Regions from separate parts of the Mus musculus genome. Here regions 2 and 3 are each linked to region 1. Evidence: chromatin contacts called from public Hi-C and HiChIP or PLAC-seq data. All regions are on one chromosome and are shown on one strand. The core of a region is the stretch at or near the end of the contact, and the rest is flanking DNA. Distances in the headings are between cores, read along the strand shown. Region 1 holds the start of Camk1d (calcium/calmodulin-dependent protein kinase ID). Region 2 overlaps Camk1d (calcium/calmodulin-dependent protein kinase ID). Region 3 holds the start of Sec61a2 (Sec61, alpha subunit 2 (S. cerevisiae)).

The links. Hi-C and Micro-C count contacts between places; a contact is called where the count stands out from the background. HiChIP or PLAC-seq counts read pairs in DNA pulled down with a chosen protein or histone mark.
Region 2: a contact with region 1 is called in an H3K4me3 HiChIP or PLAC-seq map of bone marrow-derived macrophages, with 2.8 times the contacts expected there. The contact joins the enhancer-like site here to the promoter of Camk1d in region 1. A contact is called at or near these places in 11 of 39 promoter capture datasets (the 3T3-L1 cell line, 3T3-L1-derived adipocytes, the HPC-7 cell line and 7 more), 5 of 484 Hi-C or Micro-C datasets (the AtT-20 cell line, the N1E-115 cell line, bone marrow-derived macrophages and 2 more) and 9 of 115 datasets of contacts at active chromatin or transcription factors (CD8 T cells, bone marrow-derived macrophages, embryonic forebrain and 4 more).
Region 3: a contact with region 1 is called in a Hi-C map of CD8 T cells, with 2.3 times the contacts expected there. The contact joins the promoter of Sec61a2 here to the promoter of Camk1d in region 1. A contact is called at or near these places in 10 of 484 Hi-C or Micro-C datasets (CD4 T cells, CD8 T cells, the G1E-ER4 cell line and 3 more), 3 of 115 datasets of contacts at active chromatin or transcription factors (effector CD8 T cells, embryonic stem cells and memory CD8 T cells) and 1 of 9 other capture datasets (adipose tissue).

Annotation. Positions count from the first base shown.
Region 1 is chr2:5,713,065-5,717,008 of GRCm38.p6, reverse strand. Camk1d (calcium/calmodulin-dependent protein kinase ID) reads left to right here and starts at 2,247. Exons shown (of 11, transcript NM_177343.4): 1 at 2,247-2,863. The coding sequence starts at 2,772.
Region 2 is chr2:5,577,900-5,582,057 of GRCm38.p6, reverse strand. The region is part of intron 1 of Camk1d (calcium/calmodulin-dependent protein kinase ID); the gene reads left to right. Among named protein-coding and RNA genes, the nearest start is that of Gm36853, 98 kb to the right of the region's middle. Within about 2 kb of position 2,432, at least 16 of the 459 cell types and tissues checked have an H3K27ac peak or open chromatin away from gene starts, as enhancers often do. A contact at or near this core is called in the N1E-115 cell line, bone marrow-derived macrophages and heart atrium, where this site is marked.
Region 3 is chr2:5,893,690-5,897,664 of GRCm38.p6, reverse strand. Sec61a2 (Sec61, alpha subunit 2 (S. cerevisiae)) reads left to right here and starts at 2,233. Exons shown (of 12, transcript NM_021305.4): 1 at 2,233-2,408. The coding sequence starts at 2,402. Gm13267 (predicted gene 13267) reads right to left here and starts at 2,201. Exons shown (of 3, transcript NR_166420.1): 1 at 1,891-2,201. It also overlaps a transcript of Dhtkd1 not described here.

The DNA of each region.
Region 1 (3,944 bases), core at 998-3,497:
AAATATACTCCAAACCACCTGGATTCGGGGGGATCAAACTTAGGTCCTCACATGTGCAAGACAAGCACTTTACCTACTGAACCATCTCCCAGGTCCTTATCTCTGCTTTTCTTATGAGATTGGAATTGCCTGTCTTTGATCAAACGGAAAGAGAGGGAGATGGAGAAGGAGAAAGGAAACGATACAGAAGGGGCACAGGACAGTGTCGCTGGGTTCTGTTGACCCATGCTTTATGCAATAAGATACAGTGTATACAGCTCTTACTGGAGGGGTGCTGTATGCTTTGGACTTTGGGCATGTCTCCATCTTGGAGAGAGGTTCCTTAGTTCTCCCCCACCCCCACCCCCACCCCTCAGATATTGTTTGTACGATTTCTTCTGGGTTTGTAAAAGCAAGCACAGTCATGTGGGCATAATGACATTCTGACGTTAATCCCATAAGATTATAATGGAGCTGCAAAATTCCTATGGCCCAGTGACCTCTTAGCCAGTCATAACATCAGTGTGACCCATTACTCATGGGTCTGTGGTATTGGTGATGTAAACAGACCTACGATGGTGTGCTTTGCCTAGAAATACTGTAGATATCATTCCTTAGGTAGACAATGCTTGATAGTAAATGACTCTTACTGAATTATCTATTTAGTGGGTTGGACTTTTTTTTTTTTTTTTAGATTATGTTTCTTCTGCTTGTGAAAGAAAACTTGACTGTAAGTCAGTTTGCTATATTATGCCGGCAGTACCCTCTTGTATCTTGTATTTACCGTGCCTCTCGATTGCATCATTTTGTCTTGTGCTTGATTTAATTTCATGTTTTGTTCATTATGGCTCTAGGAGCAATAGGCTGTTTCTCCCCAACCTCCAAGCCCGTGAGCGTGTGTATCCCACAGGCTGGGTGTGTGCAGCATCCAGGTCTGTGTAAATACACTTAACATGATGATCATATGACTCGGTTGTCACACTCCTAAACAACCAATGGTTATAACCCTCTTCTCTGCTGTTCTCAGCTTCAAGAGCTTAGGACTAAGGGCCAAAGAAACGTGGAAAACAGCACTGAGAATCTAGGGATAGGTAGATTTTTCTTCTAACCTCCTTGGGAGTCCACAAAGGGCTCCAAGGCAGAGCCTCTGGCCAGTCTGAACCAATGGGGAGGTGTTGGGGGGGGGGGATTTCTTTTTCTGAAAGCAGATTCACACCTCCTCCTCCTCCCCCCTCTCAAATTGGAACAGTCCTGGGAAAATGGGACAGGTGTCCCCAGTTAAGAGACAGGGCTGTTTACTCAATTCAGCCGAACAGCTCTAAGGGAGAGGAAGTCTTGCTACAAAGAAAACTTAACATTTCCTATCATGAGGTAGTAGTCCCTGCCAGTTGAACCAAAGGACCAACTGGAAACGCTGCCTACTGTCCTCTAACAGGTGAATACCAGGTGAGAGTGGGCAGGTCAAAGTTCACTCTGGAGACCAGAGGCCTGAGGAAAATGTATCTCTGCTTCTACCTTAACCTTCTAAGTAAGCCACTTGCGGGGTATGCTGATGGGGGAAGGCGCTAGAGAGAGGCGTCTTTCCATTGAATCGGTGTAATTTGGCCACGGCCTCAGAGCATCAGGAGTAAAGTGAGAAAGAGGAAATCAGAAGGGTTCAAACACTAGTCAGTCCAGTCACTCCAGTTCTGGGCCAGGCCAGCCACCATGTCCCGCATCCACCCATCACTTGGCCGCCAAATAACCCCTGGAGTTTTACTCCGGAAGGGACCACCAGGCGGTGATTGGCTCGTCTTGGGCGTGCCTGTCCGATACATCCCGAGGTTTCCTTTAGCTGCTCCAAAACTGACGTGAAGCAGATTTTGGTGCAATGCGAATTAGCTCCAGCAGCGGAGTCCGGAGGTGACTGCCGAGCTCCGGGAGCGCCTGCTGGGGCAAAGCTGCGGCCAGGAGTCAACGCCCGCCTGCCGATGGCTCCATCCAGGCCGCCGCCCATTGCCTTGACAACAAGCCCCCACCCGCCCTCCTGCACAGCAGGCTTGGGTCACCGGCTCTTGGGTATGCGAAGGCGCCCCGCCCTGGGCGCCCCGCAACCGTGAGCCGCGCAACCCCACCTTGCCGAGAGCTTCCGAGCGCCAAGCAGAGGCGCCCCCTCCTGCTCGAAGAGGGAAAGCCCGGGCGCCCCCAGCATTGACTTCATAATAAAGCTCCCTAAAGGCTAGGGCTCCCCCGCGCGTTCCGGCGCCCTGCACCTGCTGGGTTCTCCCACCCGCCCTCGCCCGGGGACCCAGGGTGCGCGGACGGCCTGGGAGCGTGCGTGGCTCCGTGGTCAAGTGCTGCATCCCGGCGCCCAAGCACGGAGCTCCTGGGGAGGGGAGGGGGAGCGGGACATCCCCGAAGGCCGCCTCGCGGGAGGCGGGGAGGCTGCCGGGTGCACTGGGAGGGCGGGGAGCCCGCGGGAGGAGGCGGGCTGGGGGAGTGGGGCGGGCGGCGGGGAGGGAGCAGGAGCCAGGCAAGAAAGTAGCAGAAAGTGAGGCTGGCAGGCGGCGGCAGAGGCAGGAAGTCTTTGCCGGAGAGCAGTAGAAATTAGAGCCAGGGAGGGACCGCGGCGGCAGCAGCCAAGGCGAAAGAGGAAACTGCCGAAGAGGAAGCTCTGCGGCAGCCCGAGCCTCCCTGCGCTCCGCATCCTCCCGCTCCGCATCCCGGCGCCGGGCATCCCCCGGAGCCCGCGCCGCGCCTCCGGCGCCCCTTCCCCAGCGCAACCCTCGGCCGCCCTACAGCATTAGTCTGCCATGGCCCGGGAGAACGGCGAGAGCAGCTCCTCCTGGAAAAAGCAAGCAGAAGACATTAAGAAGATCTTCGAGTTCAAGGAGACCCTCGGAACGTAAGTGGGTGCTGGGGACCAGCGGGTGGAAGTAGCATCGGTGGCGGCAGCAGCGTCGGCTGCTCCTGCTGCTACCGTCGCCACCGCCACCGCGGCAGAAACTGGCTGGTCGATGCGTCCTCATTGTCCCATAGTCCGCTCTTATGGAGACCCTCCGCGAGTCCACCGCGTGGGTCTGCGCCCACGGTTGACACCTCTCCTGGGCGGGGGAGGGGAGCGCAGGGCGCGCAGAGAACAGCCCACGCGGGCGGGCGACTTTCCTTTTCCCTTGCCACCACCGCCCTCCACTGATTTTCTCCCCACGCGTGACTGTGGGCTGAGCATGGTGGATCTCGCTGATCGCTGGCTGTGTGCACTTACTCATCGTGTGTATGGGCGCACTGGGCCGACGAAAGTGGTCACGAGGAAATTCAGCTTTTGGTCCTACCCTTACATCATATATTCCTATGGAATTGACATATGCACGTACTAGGTGTAGACAAGACTTTGGCTGGCCTCAGGATGATGGGAGGGAAGAATTTCGCAGTATTCAGAGTGACATGTGGTCAGAGCTTCATCTGTGTGTACATCTCACCATAGGGTCAGATGCCCGGCGCTGGGGTTCATGTCCGGGTGGGAGGAGGATCAGTGAGTCTTTAGGGGCGGTTCTCTCCGGGGCTCATGCTTGATGGTTACATCTCCAGAAAGCAGAAATAATCAAAAGTGTGTGTCATCAGAGCTCTGAACATGTGCCACTCAGTACAGCTGCAGTTCCCTTCCTGCGCATGAGTTGGCTTTGTTTTGTTTTGAAGCGCCTCAGATAGGTACAGGGGCTGTGAAAGAATTCAGCGCCGCGGAAAGAGTCTGAAGTTCAAGTTATTTTCTTCCACCACTTGATCGGTTTCTGGTTTTGATCGGTATCTGTACATGAAGATACAGTCTCACACGTGCTCCGTAAAATGAACCTTTTGCTGGGGTTTAGGAGGGTGCTGATGACTCGGAGAAAAGGAGGTGGTGATTCCCGGGTGTATCTGTGTTTCTGGGCGCTTATCTCTCCTCCTGCCCTCTCGGCCTTCTTATTTCTGGGCTTGGTTTGCTTTTC
Region 2 (4,158 bases), core at 1,183-3,682, 140 kb after region 1:
TTTGTGAGCAAAGCACGTCTTCTTTTTCTTCTATGAGCTGTTTACACCCCCTCTGTACTGGGGTATTTGCATACCTCTTGATGACTACATACAGCTGTAGCATTTTGTAGTGGTTACTATCTGTCATGAAGTAGACCAGCTCTAGAATTACATAAGAGACAAACATCTGATTATGTCTAAGAGGGAGTCTCTAGATTTGGTTACCTGAAATGGAAAAACCCACCCAAAAAGTGGGTAATACCATTGCATGGGCAGGAACGTCCCTCACTGATAAGATTTCATATCTACACACGAACCCCTACAGCATTATGGTGTTTTTGTTTGTTTTTTTGTTTTTTTGTTTTTTGTTTTTTCTGAGTCAGGGTTTCTCTGTGTAACCCTGGCTGTCCTGAAACTCACTCACTCTGTAGAACAGGCTGGCCTCGAACTCTGAAATCCGCCTGCCTCTGCCTCCCAAGTGCTGGGAATAAAGGTGTGCGCCACCACACCCGGCTCCCTACAGTATTAAGATCCTTGGCATGGCCAGGTCGACACCCATTCAGTCAGAACTTAACCCAGCCACTACACTTATGCCTTTGTCCTCGGATCACAAGTGTGTGCCGTATGGCCAGCTAAAGCAAGTTTTTAAAAATGACTTTTCATTACCTGTAGTACTTCAATAATCATATATATGTATGTGTATGTACACACACACACACACACACACACACACACACACACACACAGAGATTCTGTATTGATCACTGTTCTCCAGAGTCACAGAACGTATGGAATGCCTCTCCATATTAAGAGAATTTATTGTGATGACTTACAGCCTGTTGTCCAACCAACCCAACGAGTCCAAGGATCTCATAGTCGCTTAGTCCCATGCAGTGTGTTGTTTCAGCTGGTCTTCTGTAGCCCTGTATAATCTTGAAGAAAATAAGTTCCAACAGATGTGCTGGCAAGTGCAAGCAGGTGAAGGAGAGTGAGCCTTCCTTCTTCCACTGACCTTATGTAGGCCTCCAGCAGAAGCTGTGGCCCAGATTAAAGGTGTGAACTACTACGCCTGGATTTGGAATGTGCTCTGTCCCAGGCTGAACACGGAGATCTGCTTGTCTCAGCCTCCTGGGATTAAAAGCCTGGGCCTAAGCTCTTCATGGCCACTGTGCCTCAAGATCTGGATCAAAAGCCTGTGTCATCCCAAGTCAAGATTGGGGTCAGAAGCCTGTGTCTTCCAGCTTCAAGATCTGGATCACAGGTGTGCCCTCCATTTCTGGGTTGTAGTTCATTCCCGATGTAGTCAAGCTGACAACCAGGAATAGCCATCACAACTGTGTACTGCTTTATTTAGGAGTGAGTTCTTTAATTGTAATTTAACAAGCATTGCCAGAATAGTTTGCAAAAGTATTGGTGTAATCTATACTCAACAGCTTTCCCATGTGAGTCTGTCCTTTCCAAACCTGAATAAAACTGTCTTGTTTAGGGCTTATTTAACATTCTGATTATTTTTTTAAAAATTTATTTTATGTGTATGGGTGTTTTTCCTGTGTGTATGTATGTATGTATGTATGATGTATGTATTTATGAATGATGTATGTATGATGCATGTATGTATGATGTATATATGATGTATGTATGATGTATGTATATATGATATCTGTATGGTGTCTGTCTGTCTGTATGTTATGCACATGCTTAGTGCTATTGTAAGTCAGAAGAGAGCATTGGTCCCCTTGGAGCTAGAGTTACAGGCAGTTGTGAGCTGCATAATGTGGGTTCTAGGAACTGTGTCTGGGCCCTCTGTAAGAGCTGCAAATGCTCTTAACCAGAGCTCTGTTTCTAGTCCTGTATTGGGTTGATTTCTAGTGAGTCTCAAGGGTTGGTTAAAGTGTCAGCTGGTTGTTCTGTGGGCTGTGTGTCTGTGTCTTATCCCCATGTATTTGACCGGGAGGGAGGTGGCTTCTCCCCAACATGGGTTTCTGTGAGTGGGAATACTGGAGTTGTGCAGGTAGCTCCCTGGGGAAGGCCTTTGGTATAGTGTGAATGTTAATATTTTAAGATTTTATTTGTGGGACTTGAATGTGCTCTCTCTCTCTCTGATTGTGAGGTTTGCATGTGTATATTTTCATTCTTCCCCCTTAAATGTCTCTGACACTTCACTGTGATTTTTAAATTTAGAAATGTTATTAACATGAGCTCTTGTAAAAGGTAGATTTTCTTCATAATCATAGCCAACAAGACATCTACAGTCATTTCCTAAATACCACTCACCTGGATATGACAGCTGACGCTGTACCGAACAGGCAACATATGTTCTCATTGTCTCCCCTTTCAATCCGACAGTCTGATCTTTGATCAACACCATGAAGTTTGTGGAGAGGAAGTCAGTGCCTGCCAGTGGCTGCACACATGGGAAGGGGGAAGCTGGCTACACAGGATTGGCATTTTTGTTTCAAAAATCAAGTCAGGAAATGAGGTCATTCTCATCACTGCCGAGACTTTCCCTTGGGAGAGATGCTAGGGTTGTGCATCTTAGAGAGTTCAGGCAGTTCCTTCAGATCCTCTGTCCTAGAGTTCTGGAGTGCTGAGGCATAGTGATTCATTTCTGTGTTTCCCTGCCACTTCTGAAGTATATCTGATGTATAGATAAAGACAAGTAGTGTGGCCAGTTTGTATTCTAAATGTAATTTTCTGAAGCGCTGAAGAAGGAGGCAAAGGAAAAAACCATTGAGTCATAGTAACAGTCTGTTTGTGTCTGTGTGCTTCAGGTACACTTCTAGAACCTTCTTTGGTACCTGGAATAGCATTTGCCATTGTGAGGGGGGATGTGCCAGTCCTAGGGAGAGCAGGGGAGGTGTAGGCCAGTTACTAGACATGGCGTGGGGTGTTCAAGTCTGAGGGCAAGCATGGAGTTCTCCTTTAAAGCTATCAGCTGAAGGTGGCTGTGGTAGAACAACATATTTGTCTTTCAAGTAGGAAAAAAAAGACAAGTCCAGGTAGATTCATGAACGAATTCCAGCAAGAATGGTGGGCTTTTCATAGTTCAGAGGAGAACATGAATGCCAATAAATTCTAATTTTTGCAATGGTGAAAGAAAAGTTATCCCAGAGCATCTGTGGAAGCATGATAATGGAATGATTTCATGGGATTGTTCAGTAGTCCTCTTTTGTAGTGGGGTAGAGAGGAGGGGTTCAAGCCACCATGGAGCACCCAGCATGAGGCAGGGGAAGTATCTGGTCGATAAGCAGGTAGGCTCAGTAGACGCAGAAAGATAGGACAGAGTGTCTGGGATAAGGAGGGATGCCGATAAGCCCGAGCCTCAGGTTTGTGGGTCTCTTCTCTGGAAAGCTCTCCTGCATAGGCTCGTGCCTCTCCCCCTGCTCCATGCAATCGTCAGCAGCGGTTTGCTCTGTCCATGCATTCATCCTTGCAAACTGCCCGTGTGTTTGAGTCTTTATGTATCCATGTATATATGAAATGTGCTTTTACGTGTATGTGATTGCACATGTTTGTATGTGTGTTTCATGTGCCTGTGCATACATATGTGTGGAGGCCAGAATACAGTCTTACCTGTCGTTACTCGGGTGCCATGTCCCTTGTTTGGGGGCAGTCGCTCACTGGTCTGGAGCTCACTGCTTAGGCTAGGTTGGCTGGCCCCCACCCACCTAGCTTCCTACCTCCACCTTCTCAGAGCTGGGATTTCAAGTGTATGTCACCATACCTAGCAATTTTTATATGGCTTCTGGAGGCTTTACTTATGGTGCTATGCTTGCCTGGTAAGTGCTTTACCCACTGATCCAACCTACCAGCTACACAGGAACTTGTTTCCTCTGTCTCCCTCCGCCTGGCACGGGAGTCTCCAGGACCAGAGCACGCCCTTCATCTCTCTCCATATACTTTTGTTCAGTGTGTGTTCAGTGACTAAATGGCCTGAATGCCCCCCCCCCCACCTCTGCAGTGACCTGCCCACTGTGTCTGAGGTTCTTTGCCTCAGAGAGTGGTCCCTCCGTACCTTGAGGGACAGTTCAAAACACCTTGTCTTATGTGATCTGTGGCAGCTTGTTATTCTCATTTCCTTGAAAGAGCAGCTGCTCTTCATAGGGCTAACTCATGTTTAAACCATGGCCAGTTTCCAGTTTCATTAAGGACTTCCTGCTGTGTCCTGCTAATGTCTTT
Region 3 (3,975 bases), core at 984-3,483, 180 kb before region 1:
TCCTTTTTTGTTTGTTTGTTTTTGATTTTTTTCGAGACAGGGTTTCTCTATGTAGTCCTGGCTGGCTGTCCTGGAACTCACTCTGTAGACCAGGCTGGCCTTGAACTCAGAGATCCCCCTGCCTCTGCCTCCCGAGTGCTGGGATTAAAGACGTGCGCTACCACTGCCCAGCTGCTATGATATTTTCTGATTTTTAAATTAACTTTGGTGTTGGGTAGAGGGATTTAAGTGCCAGGTTAATCACTTTTGTCTCTCAAAGCTGCAGGTACAAATATGATGTATATTTGGGCTATAAATTTCATTAAGTTTTAGCCACATTCCCAAACCAGGTACGTGGGGTTCCATAGAGGTTGAATCTAGTGTTGGCCGCAAACTAAATGGTAGCTATGTGACGTCCCTTGAGTTGGTTCTCAGGAGCATCTACTGTGTACCATTCTGACTTTACGACAGTTTTTTAAAAAGGTTATGGGGACATAGGAAGGGCTGGAATACATCCATTGCCTTTCCAATTTTACCAGCAATGCGCCATGTTTTACATCATTGATGTGTAGGCAGTCCTGGCTATAGTAATAGATTCATAATGTACTTCTTTTTTTATTTTGATTTTTGAGATAGTTCTGGCTGGCCTAGAACTCTCTGTGTAGAGCAGGCTGGTCTTGAACTCAGAGGTCTCTCTGTCTCTGCCTTCTGAGTGCTGGGATTTAAGGTGTGTACCACCATGCCAGACTATTATTTGCATTTTAGAATAATGCTGCAGTTATTTAGCATCTTTCTAGTATTTGCCCTCTTTCTTTCTACGACATGTCCCCTCCTGTCTGCAGCTGGGTATTAGTTGCAGTACTTTGTACTTACTGGCTCCATCATTGTGCCATCTCTTTAACCCTTTCCCTCCCTTTCCTTTCTGCATCCTTCAGTCCTTCTTTCTTTTGCCGAGCCTTATGAATCTTGTCACTTCATTACTACTTATATAAATCTGTAAAGTTTCAAAGGCAAGTTTAATAAGAATAATAGTGTATATTTAAGTTTAAAAAAACCATAATGTACCTTTATTCTCTTATCTTTTGGTTTCTTAAATTAAAAGATATTAAAACTCTAAGATGGAATTTAATATATTTAAAAATGTTTTTGTCTTGCTCTTTCTAAATTTCTTCCTATGCTGCCTCTCACAAGTTTATTATTTCTTGTTACAGTTTTCCCTGACAGAGCTATGAAAATGTCTTCTGCCTTTCTACCTTTATATCAGCCACATTCTGAATTGTGTTGCAGAAAGGGACATTTGAATTATTTCATATGAAACACTACTGTATTTTCTTTCCTCTTAAAAATGTTAGTTTTTCTTATCTGCTGTCCATAATTATGCATGTTTAATGTTCAGTGAGAACTAGAGCTTCAGTTATGTAATTAGTAAGTTGAAATATTAAAAATAATGAATTTTGCTTAAAATGACACATTATTCTTTTTTTTTAATTAGGTATTTTCCTTGTTTACATTTTCAATGCTATCCCAAAGGTCCCCCATACCCACCCCCCATATATCACATTATTCTTAGCAAAATAAAAATTACCACCTTGAAAGAACCATTTTACTCAAATTTCTTATGTTTTCCATATATTTCCTATTTGGGAAAAATAGTCTGAAATTAACTTCTCTAATTTACCTATATTACCTTGGAAGTTTTACTGGGTTTTTTTTGGGGGGGCGGGTTCGAGACAGGGTTTCTCTGTGTATCCCTGGCTGTCCTGGAACTCACTCTGTAGACCAGGCTGGCCTCGAACTCAGAAATCCACCTGCCTCTGCCTCCCGAGTGCTGGGATTAAAGGCGTGCGCCACCACCGCCCGGCCTAAAAAGGTTTCTTTCTGAAAAAGAGAGACAGATAAAAGAGTTTATACCTCTTGATGCCTTGATGTCTATTTTGAAGATGGGGAAGTACTGGAAAGTACTATTGTCTGCAGTGTATTACCAGTTTTCACAAATGTCTAAGAAGTTACAGTTAAGATGGGGCGGAAAGAAAAGTCTGGCTCAGGTAGCTCAGCTCTAGGCCTTGGGGTACCTGGACCAGGAAACCTTATCTAGAAAACAGCTTTGAAAAGGAAAACCCTTGTCCTGGAGTAGAGCAACTAAGAACCGCCCACCACGGCAGGCCGCCCCGCCTCTTGCCATCCAGTCCCGCCCCCGCCGCCGCGCCAACGGTGACCATAGCAACGCGGTGGACGTCCGCCAACGGCCAGGCTAGGTCTGGGAGGAGCCTAGAGCGCATGTCACATGACTCTGTGGGCGGAGCTTGTGCGGGGACGGCCAGAGCGTGTCCCCAGCCTCCGCCGCCTAGGCCAGAGTCGTGAGGAACGGAGCGGAGGCAGCTGCGAGGCCGCGGGTGCCCGCCGGGTGTGCTGAGCCGCCGCCATGGGCAGTGAGTGTGGTGGCTGGAGCGCGAACCTCGAAGGCCGCGGGTCCTTTCGGGCTGTGGGCAGTGGAGTCGCTTACTCCTTGGGGTGGTCTTGGGTGCGGGGGATGCGCAGGCCTCGTTGGGGTCGCCACGGGCAGAGCGAGCTGGGGACCCGCCAAGGCGCCTCGGGTCAGCGAGGCCTTGCCCGGCGGGTCACGGGAACTCAGAAGTCCCGGTTTGCTCCCCTTAGGAGGCGAGGAGCGAGGATGGCGCGGGGAGGCCATTGGCTGGGGGCGGGGGGTAGTTAGCACACTCCACGGCTTGGACCACTTGGGCTTTTTCTGAATCTCAGGAAACTCATTAATTTTTAAATTATTATTCTTGAATCACGCTTCCTTGGTGTGTTGCGACGAATAAGTCTCCCTTTTTTTAAAAAAATATTTTTTATTAGGTATTTTCCTCATTTACATTTCCAATGCTATCCCAAAAAGTCCCCCATAACCTCCCCCACCAAGTCTCCCTTTTTTAAAAATGTGATTCGTAGCATGCGTTTTAGGGGAGGAAAGGCGTGTGATCAGTAGCTCAGCATTTTCCTAGATTAATTCTTCCCAGTCATTCTGTAGTGTTCATTGAAAACTGTAAGTTGGTGCGCAAGGTATGGACGAGGCCTCGCATTATAAGATCCTTCCAGGGCCCTGCCCAATCACTCACCCTCATGTATTTTCACACAGATACTTTACCTAGCAGTTCACATGTTTGTGTATAAAGGGATAACGTTGCGATGCACTCCATTGGCTAACAGTAGACATTTGGGGAAAATTGGAAAGGAAATAAGAGACCCTTGGCCTTGAATTGTGAATAAAAATGGAATTGTGCAACACGGGGAGAGGCAGTACATGGCGGCACGCAACAGCGTTTTTTGATCCTGAACGCCAGTACAGTAATTCATAAACTAGCAATAAATCTCGGAGAGTAGCCTGGGCTGAGATGGGGAAGGGAGGCGATTCTAGACAGTTTCCCAGTGTTGTGACCCATAGTTGTTGTTTTTTTAATTGCAGGTAAATGTTTTCAGAATTTAGATTTACTTTTTTTTTTTTTTTTTTTTTTTTAAAGATTTATTTATTTATTATATGTAAGTACACTGTAGCTGTCTTCAGACACTCCAGAAGAGGGAGTCAGATCTCGTTACGGATGGTTGTGAGCCACCATGTGGTTGCTGGGATTTGAACTCCTGACCTTCGGAAGAGCAGTCGGGTGCTCTTACCCGCTGAGCCATCTCACCAGCCCTAGATTTACTTTCTAAATAGTCCAAATGTACTTCTATAACAAACATGACAATTATAAATTATCACCAAAATCAGTTACTTCTACCTTTTTGGAGTCCTGCCGGAGTAGGAGGCAGTGTCTATCCCTAAACCTTGGTTTGTCTTTCATTTACTGCAGAAGTAGCCTGGGAAAGGAGTACTTTTTAATGAAATGTAGTTGACATTCTCTGAGCAATTCTTGTGTGTAAGCAAGTACCTTGATATGGCTACTTAGAGAATTACAACCTTGAAATGCAGCTAACTGAAATGGAGCGGGGAATGTGGAG